2 separate regions of the Mus musculus genome follow, and region 2 is linked to region 1. Evidence: chromatin contacts called from public Hi-C data. All regions are on one chromosome and are shown on one strand. Each heading gives the region's core, a stretch centred on a gene start, on an enhancer-like site or on the middle of the called end of the contact. The rest is flanking DNA. Distances are from core to core; before and after follow the strand shown. Region 1 overlaps Agbl1 (ATP/GTP binding protein-like 1). Region 2 has its middle 760 kb from the start of Gm30774.

The links. Hi-C and Micro-C count contacts between places; a contact is called where the count stands out from the background.
Region 2: a contact with region 1 is called in a Hi-C map of the N1E-115 cell line, with 7 times the contacts expected there. The contact joins two enhancer-like sites. A contact is called at or near these places in 7 of 484 Hi-C or Micro-C datasets (the N1E-115 cell line, cerebellar granule neurons, cerebellum and 4 more) and 3 of 115 datasets of contacts at active chromatin or transcription factors (astrocytes, oligodendrocyte precursor cells and stem cell-derived neural progenitor cells).

Annotation. Positions count from the first base shown.
Region 1 is chr7:76,391,765-76,396,011 of GRCm38.p6, reverse strand. The region is part of intron 6 of Agbl1 (ATP/GTP binding protein-like 1); the gene reads right to left. Among named protein-coding and RNA genes, the nearest start is that of Gm30774, 25 kb to the right of the region's middle. Within about 2 kb of position 2,396, at least 108 of the 459 cell types and tissues checked have an H3K27ac peak or open chromatin away from gene starts, as enhancers often do. A contact at or near this core is called in the N1E-115 cell line, cerebral cortex, neural progenitor cells and 2 more, where this site is marked.
Region 2 is chr7:77,130,882-77,135,128 of GRCm38.p6, reverse strand. No RefSeq gene overlaps it. Among named protein-coding and RNA genes, the nearest start is that of Gm30774, 760 kb to the right of the region's middle. Within about 2 kb of position 1,943, at least 86 of the 459 cell types and tissues checked have an H3K27ac peak or open chromatin away from gene starts, as enhancers often do. A contact at or near this core is called in the N1E-115 cell line, cerebral cortex, neural progenitor cells and 2 more, where this site is marked.

The sequences.
Region 1 (4,247 bases), core at 1,147-3,646:
CCTGAGGGGACAAAATCAATCACATTGAAAACCACTGCTGCTGTGGAATTGTTAAATATTTACCTGTCTTACAGAAGTATTTGGGGCATTAAATGAGATAATATATGAAAGTTGCTCTGTAACCTGCCACTTCTAGGATCTCTGGGAACCAACTGATGTGCATCTTGACATAAATAAATAATTGTACAGCCAATCCTGGATGGGATGAGGAAGCAGTCTGTGCCTCTGGAGCTAGGGAGTGTTTATCTTTTTGTCTATCCCTTTAAATCTTTGTGATAGTTTATCTTTGTCAACCCACAGGCTGCCATCAATTATGCCAGTATGATACAAGTTCTAAAACCTAAAGGGTTTACAACTACACAACCCTGGATGTTAACCCCTGAATGCCCAAACTGAAAACAAAGTAAGTGCACTGAGAGGGGACCGGATTTGCATGCATTTGTTTATCCATTCCTTTGCTTATTCAAATAACTTGCTCTGAGTGCCTGCTGTATAAAATACATTAGAGTTAATGGCTTAAGAAATAAGAATTAATGGAATACAGTCCTCAGGGCTGAGGCTCACTCAGTCTAAAGCAGGGGTCAGCACACTGCCCACAGACTATTTTTATAAAGTTTTATGGGAACATAGCCATAGCTATTCCTTTATGTGTTGCCTATAGCTGCTTCTGCCCTCTCAGGGCAGAGGGAAATAGCTATAATAGAAAGAGTGTGGTCCACAAACTCTCAACTATTTTCTGTTAGCCATTTCACAAAAGAGGCTTCTTGGTGGGAGAGAGGGGAGTTAGGCACTAAAAACAACCATGAGTCAATTTAACTCAATGGACAGATCTTGGGTGACAAATTTAAACAACCTCAATTTAAATTTGAACAAGCCCTATCCCTATACAGCATCAGCTCCTTCAGCCTCTGATGGCAGTAATAATAAACTAGCAGTGACTTTTACCAAAGTTTATTAAGATCCATTGCTCCGCTCCCGCTCCTGGCTCATCACCAGCTTCCATGTTGCTCATTATTTTTAGAGGGTATAGACCAGCCTGCCTCGATAACTATGTCTCTGTAGTTGACCCCAGGGTACCATGAGAGCAGACATTATGATCACTATGTAAACAGTGATATCCACCATATCATGCCCTTATGATGACTGATGCAATTATATCACATGTATACCATCTTCATCATGACTTGGAGACTTTTACACTTTTACAGTCTTTTCGAAGGGACACTTTGACCCAAACTTGCAGGCAAATGTTAGAATAGAGGGGAAGCCCTGGAGATAGAGGTGGTAAAAGATAGTATGCTACCTGTGCATAAGAACTGACCCGACTTAACAGCGGCATGCCAACAATAATGTTTTAGCCAAGTTTTGTGTCAAGCGGGAACATCTTATCAGCGCCATTCACAGCTCTGTTCAGACCCAGGATGGTCACCTCCGAAGAGTTTGACCATCACAGGAAAGGGTTCACTAGCCTACCTTCCTGTCACTGGATAACAACCCCACTGTCCTCAACAACTTAGGTTCAATTCAACTGCTTAATTAGGCCCATTAATTCTAAGAGACTGCAAAATGACTGGACTGGGTCTTGATGGATACAAGACTCTGGCTTTCTCTGGGTCAAATATCACTAGACTATCATTACTATTATTATATTACCATTTATTATTATTATTATTTTACTACTTAGAGAAGTGTGACACACTTTTCCAGCCTCCCACAGAAAGCATCATGTCACTCCATCTTGAAGCTGTAATCGCAAACAACAGGTCAAGCTCCCACACACCCCACGATGATATTCATTCAGAAGTTTCCAAGGCTGATTTCTTCCAGACCCTCAGGAACGTCCCTGGAAACTTCTCAGTGTCTAACAAGAGTTGGAAAGCAAAAGAAAAAAATGAGCTGTTCTTAACTGGGGTCTCAACCTGAGCCCCATTGTGCCTACCAAATATGTGTCATTCACACTTAGGCTTTGGTGATGAAAACGTTAGATTCTGTTGCAAAGAAGCATCAAGCCCCGCCTACAACCCTCCACTTACTGCAAGCCAACCTAAGGCCATGTTTAAGATCGCATAGTCAATCTATGGCTCAGTCCAGGGTTCCTGACTCCTGCTGAAGGTTACCAGAAATATGAAAATCTGACGCTTTGGAAGCAGTCACAACTGAGGTAAAGTTTAGCTTTCCTTGTGCTTTTTGTGGGACTTCAGCAAGTCTTTGTTTTGTGCTAACTACCTCTTCTTGGCATGTAGGACAGGTATAGTACTATGACTATTATGTAAGTGAGGACAAAGAGTTCAATGTAACGTGAGCAAAGTGTCCAGCACGCTATTCATCACCATAGTCACGCTGTGGATGCTGCGGTGGTTGCTCTGGTACAGTCACGCTCTTTCCAACCTCCCCCACTCCCCAGCTCACAGGCAGCTTGCAGTAGCAGTTAATTAAAGATGTCATCAGATTGGGAGAAGGGCCTCTTGCAGAGGGTGCAGAACTAGAAGACTCTTGTCCTCCCAAACCAATTTAGGACCTTTACAAGTTGTCACAAGGGTCTGGGAGACTAGCGACCCTAACAACCAGCGTTGCTGCTGTCAAGCAGAGACAGCTTGCAAAATGCTACTGGGATGTCCCCGCCCTCTGTCAATCCTGCTCAGTCATGCTAACACCACTTGGAAGGCAACAAATTCCATCCGCTGTTCTAACCCCAGGCTCCACTCACCCTGCCTCCTCCCACCTCCCTTAAATAATGGCTGCGCAAATGCCTCTGAGACCATCTTCAGATAATTTCCTTCAAGACATGCAAGCTGCTAACGCTGGGAAGCACAGATAGTGTGCGCTAGCAAATATGGCCAAAATTAGATTAAAATAACCTCCTGATAAACAAATTACTCACCGAAAATAAATATTGGACTAGCAATGGTCGAGATAACTAGAAGAACAGCACCACCACATGGCATGAAGAGGAACTACAGGAACAACTGTCTGCAACTCAGCCCACACTTCCTTGCAGCATCAGGCTGAGGAGGGCAAAGGAGACAACCGGCACAGTTGCAACCTTTTAACTTAAACTTTTTAAAATCACTTATGCACTTATGCAAAGCACGTAAGTATTTGGCAGGCAAGACCGGACTCGAAGCCAAGAAAGTAAAGAGGAATATGCCAAATTGAATGTGGCATGACGTAATAGGAGCCTGTAATCCTTCCAGTTCCTGCTCCTCGCTCCCGGATCTCATGCCCCCATTCATCAGCCTTGCCTGATGCTCACCCTCGAAGCAGCAAACACAGGCTCCTCACACACATGCTGGTGTTTTAGCATCTCTCACCGGGGCCCATTCAAACGTTATGTGGAGTGGACCGTGTGATGTTTCTGACTTAAGTAACACATGGTCTTCCAAGATAATTCTCCTGATACTTAAGCAATATTTACTTAGCTTCCTTTCAACATTTCGTTGTTCCTTCTTTGGGTTAAGTAAACCTAGCCTCTTTAATCTCTTCCTGGTGAAGCATGGGGCTTAGCTCACTGGGAGGAAGAGACTGTCAGGTAAACCCTAAAGCCTGCTGCCTGAATAAATTATTTAAGCCTTCCAGACTTCAGTTACCCCACTTACTGAGACGGGGATTGCGAAATATCCTTTTCGGGCTAAACATACACAGTGTCTGACATGCTAAGAACTCAATAAATGGATATACGTGTCATTTTAAACCAGCATGGTGATGGATGTGGCTTGCCATGCTGCCTTCAAATGAAGCCAACTGCAGCAGTGTGACAAATACAAAAAAAAAAAATCAATATTATTTGAAGGAGATGTTTGACTCATCAGTGAAATACATAATGTATGCTTCCCCAGAAGTCATAGTAGAAAAAAAAAAAGAGAGAGAGAGACAATCGGGTTTGTGAACATACCACAATAACTAAGGCATGGTGGAAAAAGATTCTAGGAAACTGGACTCCTTCCTTATCCAACATCAAATAATTAGGAGAGCCTCTAATGTGGCCTGAGATGAGGTAAGAGCTGCAGTAAGAAGCCCAACCCCTGTGTGGGTGCTCAAAGAATAAAACAGGCACACACATTTATGTGCACATTGCACCATGGCTGGTTCCATTCTGTTTAATGCAGTGATTCACAACCTGTGGGTTGTGCACCCCTTTGCAGGTAGAGGGTTGCATATCAGATATCCTGTTTTTCAGGTATTTACATTATTCATAAGAGTAGTAAAATTACAGTTATGAAGCAGCAATGATATAGTTTTATGGTTGG
Region 2 (4,247 bases), core at 694-3,193, 740 kb before region 1:
CCCATTACAACAGAGGAGGGGAAAGCTGACTCAAGTCTTCCTTCTCAAACTGCTCTTTGCTGAGTTGAGTGGACTTGTTGAAATAGCTGGCTCATGTACGCACCGGTGCTTAAGTAGAAGCTAAGTAAAGCTGAGAGGCAGCCATTGTTTAAGAATTAGAAAGATAAACTCTTGTCCTTATAAAATAAACTGAAAATGATCTGAAATGTGTTGATGTTTCACATTGCAAGACAGATCTGAGTCTAGGAGGGGATGGGAGTGCCCCAGCCCTCTTCCAGAGCTGGTAGAATTTGATCTCTGAAGAAAGTCTCATCATCATATGAGCAGGTGATGTGATTTAGAGCACTCACTGGCATTACCAGTAGAATCGGATCCATAGCAGGCACTCTAAGGCACACACCACCTATCCCAACCCAAACGTGGTTTTGTTAGAACTGTTTCTTCTATGATATTTACTTAACCTCTGTTTGAAATTAATGTTCATCTTTTAGAATGTTGCTCTGAACATTTGGGGAAAACCATATAGTGTTTCTCACATTTTCCACTCACAGCACCTACTACCACCATCAACTCATAAAAGAACTGTATCAAAATGCCAGTGGGCCTTTTCCTTTAGAAATATGGAATGGAGGACCAAGAAAAATCAAGATTGATGGGCACATGGGAAAGTGATCGATCTTGAAAAAGTTTGCAAATGAGATGATGAAAATCACAGATCCATTTCTAACTTAATTTGAAGAAAAATGCATAAAAGTAAATTTGCCTCTGGGGTGGGGTTGGGAAATAACATGGGAAAACAGGCATCTTTGTCCCTAAACAACATTCTTTACAATATTATTGGTCTCTGGGGGGAAATGGAGACAGTAAGTATACATACTATAGATACTAAGTTGGTCTCTTTAGCAACCACTCAACATGCATTGGTGGGTAGTGCCACTGTTGGTGTATCATCTTAATATGGGATAACCAGAGTGACTTGATCCCAAAAGTCTCTGGGAGTTGATAAGATCTAACCCACAAATGGATTGATGATAAGGATTTCTGCCAATGTCTTATCATTTCTAAAGTATTATAAAGTTGATCTCTAATGTTTTAGAAACAAAGTATTCAAACTTCCTCTACCTGCTTAGGATTCCTTGAAGGTCTCACCTGTTTTCATCCAAATTAAACAATCTCATATTTTATCTACTTCAGATATCTTTAGAGCTTAGCTGTTTGGAGCTCAAGGAAACTAATTGGAGAGTTCAAAGGCTAGACATGAGACGATGTGAGATTACCCACCCCAAATAAGACACAATCTAGAAGTAAATATTAGACATTGTATTTTCATGTTACATAGGATGTTTCAGAGGCTCTTGATTCCCCAGCCACACTGGGAGACTTTCTTCCTTTCCTTTCTGCTAGTGTACACCTCCAAATATTTAATGTACATTATTGTCTGATTCACAGAAGGTTTCTTTGGCCTAGTCATGCTCACATTTGCATATACCTAAATGTATACAATGGAATGGGGAAGGAGAGTCTCCTCCAGGTCTGAATCTACAGCTTTGGAAACTGAGACCTGGATGAACTTAATAGGGCTTATAGAGAGAATTGGTCCAGTTTCCCCTGTGGTTGTTAAATGTCTGCTGCTTCTTCGCATACCACATGAAAGTGCAGACTGGTTTGAGTATGAAACAGACCCAACAGCTATGAGCTCCCTTTCCTGAAACCTCTTGCACACGTCCTGCCCCAAACAGTCAGATCTGAAAGTCGTTTTGGATTAAAATGCGGTGTGTGCTTCAGAAAGGCAAAGAGGAAGCTGGGCCCCAAATGCTGAGAGACGAGGTCGAGGAGGGCAGCTGGCCTGGGTCCAGGATGCGGCCAGAGACAGGGGAAGGACTGTGTAAGAGCTCTTTCTTTGAACAACCAACAAAAAGACAGCTAGAAGGAAGGGGCCAACTATGCCACAGAAAGGAAATGGACCAGAGAGAGAGGGAGCGAGCGGCCACGCCTCTGCTCAGCCCTCTTCCTCCTTCCCCCAGGGTGGCATCAAACACATCACTAACTATGATTTGAATTCTAAGAGTCCAGCCACCTAACCAGCCAATCAACAGAGATGAAAATGAATTTGATTCTTCTCTATCCTGTTCACAAGTTTGCTGACTCAAGTCCGCGCTCTGTTCTTTCTTTCTGTTTATGTTGTCACTTGGTTTCATTATTTATTTTTAGCCCCAATTTCGGAAGCTCTTATTCTGCTGGGTATTGGCAAGGTGTCAAGGGCATCACTCTCAGCTCTGAAAGGATCATTGTCCAGCTCTGGACTCCATCCTCTCCAGACAGAGAAGCAGTGTGAGTTGCCTCATGCTGCCTCTTCACTGGCCCAGCCAGTCTGCAGTCTCTGAGTAGCGGTCTCTGCAGGGCATCCAATGCCATGCTTGTGAATGGTAGAAATGTTAGTGATGTTTGCTTTCATCTGATCTAGGTCCTCGGTTTTCAATGGGGAAACTGAGACCTAGAGAAACGAAAGTCCATCCATGAAGTAGCATGCCAATATCATGACATCTTGGCTTTCAAAACTCCCCGTTGAACAACGCTACTTACTTAGTTTCGCCGAAATGCCTGCCCCATTTTGAGTCTGGCTATCATTGTTTTTTCTGGATTCCCAATTTCCTTGTGACCATGAAAAAAATAAATCAAACAAAATGGTAAGAACATCCGTGGGACTGCGTTTCATGGTGCCCACTTTCTCTTTGTCATTGCCTCTTTTCCCTTAAGAAACAGAACTTACTTTTTTTTTTCTTTCTAATTTTTGTTTCCAGTGAGCCAGGAGCACTGAGCTAGTGTGTCTTGCCTGTTAGGACAGGCTGCAGTCGCAATGAAAGGACATGCTTCAGTTCCCAGGACGATGGTCTCTTTGACTGGGAATATACCGACCACTATTACAAGTATGCGAGAGTAAACAAGGCTAGAGTCAATCTCAACTTGTTTTACACTCTGTTTTATTAAAGTCAATGCGTTTCCGTTTCTATGTGCTGAGCCTCAGCTGGCTTAATTATACATACCCAGGCGAATTCTAATGGGGACAGAGGACAGCCAGTGATTGGAAAGCAAGGCCCTTTTCTGACCTCTACAGGCCATGGAGAGAAAAAGAAACAAGGCTGCTTCTGGAAATTAGAGATTAGGAAAGAGGATGCTTTTTTTTTATTATTTTATTTTTTTCTGGATGCTTCTTTACTGCTGTAAGTACCAGACACATGTGTGTCCTACTTTTGTACAGCGTGTCTATCTGTGTTTAATAGGTTACTGCAGCAACCAGGAAGAGGTCAGTTTTCAGGAGGTTTTTGCAATGGAAATTACGGTCTCCATCATTCAATACATATTTAAAGTAAGCCCAACACATGTTCACCACTGGTAACAAATAATCTATTTTTTTTTTCAGAAATTACAGTCTGATGGGAGGATGTAAGAGCTCACAGCAGCACCATGCAGATTTCGTCAGGACAATATGGGAATTTAGAAACTATAGGAGACTTCCTGGAGGAAAGGACATTGAAGCATATGGGGCTTGGGGTTTTGCTCAGAGAGAAAAACCAGAAACTTGCAAACTGACTGGGTCAGGAGGGGTTCCAGTGCTAGATTCCCCTTGCATAGGATAAAATGGGGCCACTGATGGAAATAGAAGGTACTTCCCATTCTAAATACCACCTGCTTATGCAGATACTCGAGCTAGGAAGGAAATTAAGTCAAGGGAGATGACGGAAGGGAGGAAATAGTTATAGATGTCACAAGGAGAGTACATAGTGGGCATAGTCACAGGAAAGCTGAGCACAGCCTTGACCACACATCCTGGTCCATCTCTTAAGCATCTGCTCTGAATATGGGCCATGGCAGGAAGATAGAGGTTCCCATTTGTAGGATCATTATTGTTTAAGAAATGGACGTAAAGAATTAAGTGAGGAGAGATAATGAGTAGCTAGACTTTGAACTTGGTGAGTTTGAACTTGAGATGGTTTACAAAGATACGTGGAATCCGTAGTTCATATTTGGATCAGGTCTTGAATAATCATTGTGTAGAACACACCATCCTGAAAACAAGGAGATGCTCTTAGGCTTTGGTGGGTTTTAAGGATCTTTGAGGAGAAGCACGACTCAGGATGTCTGTATAAACCCATTTTTTCACTCCCTGAATAACATTACACAGGACCTTACCTGCTTTGTGCCCTGACATCCTCACCTGACCATCAAAAGAGGGCTGCTAGGATGAG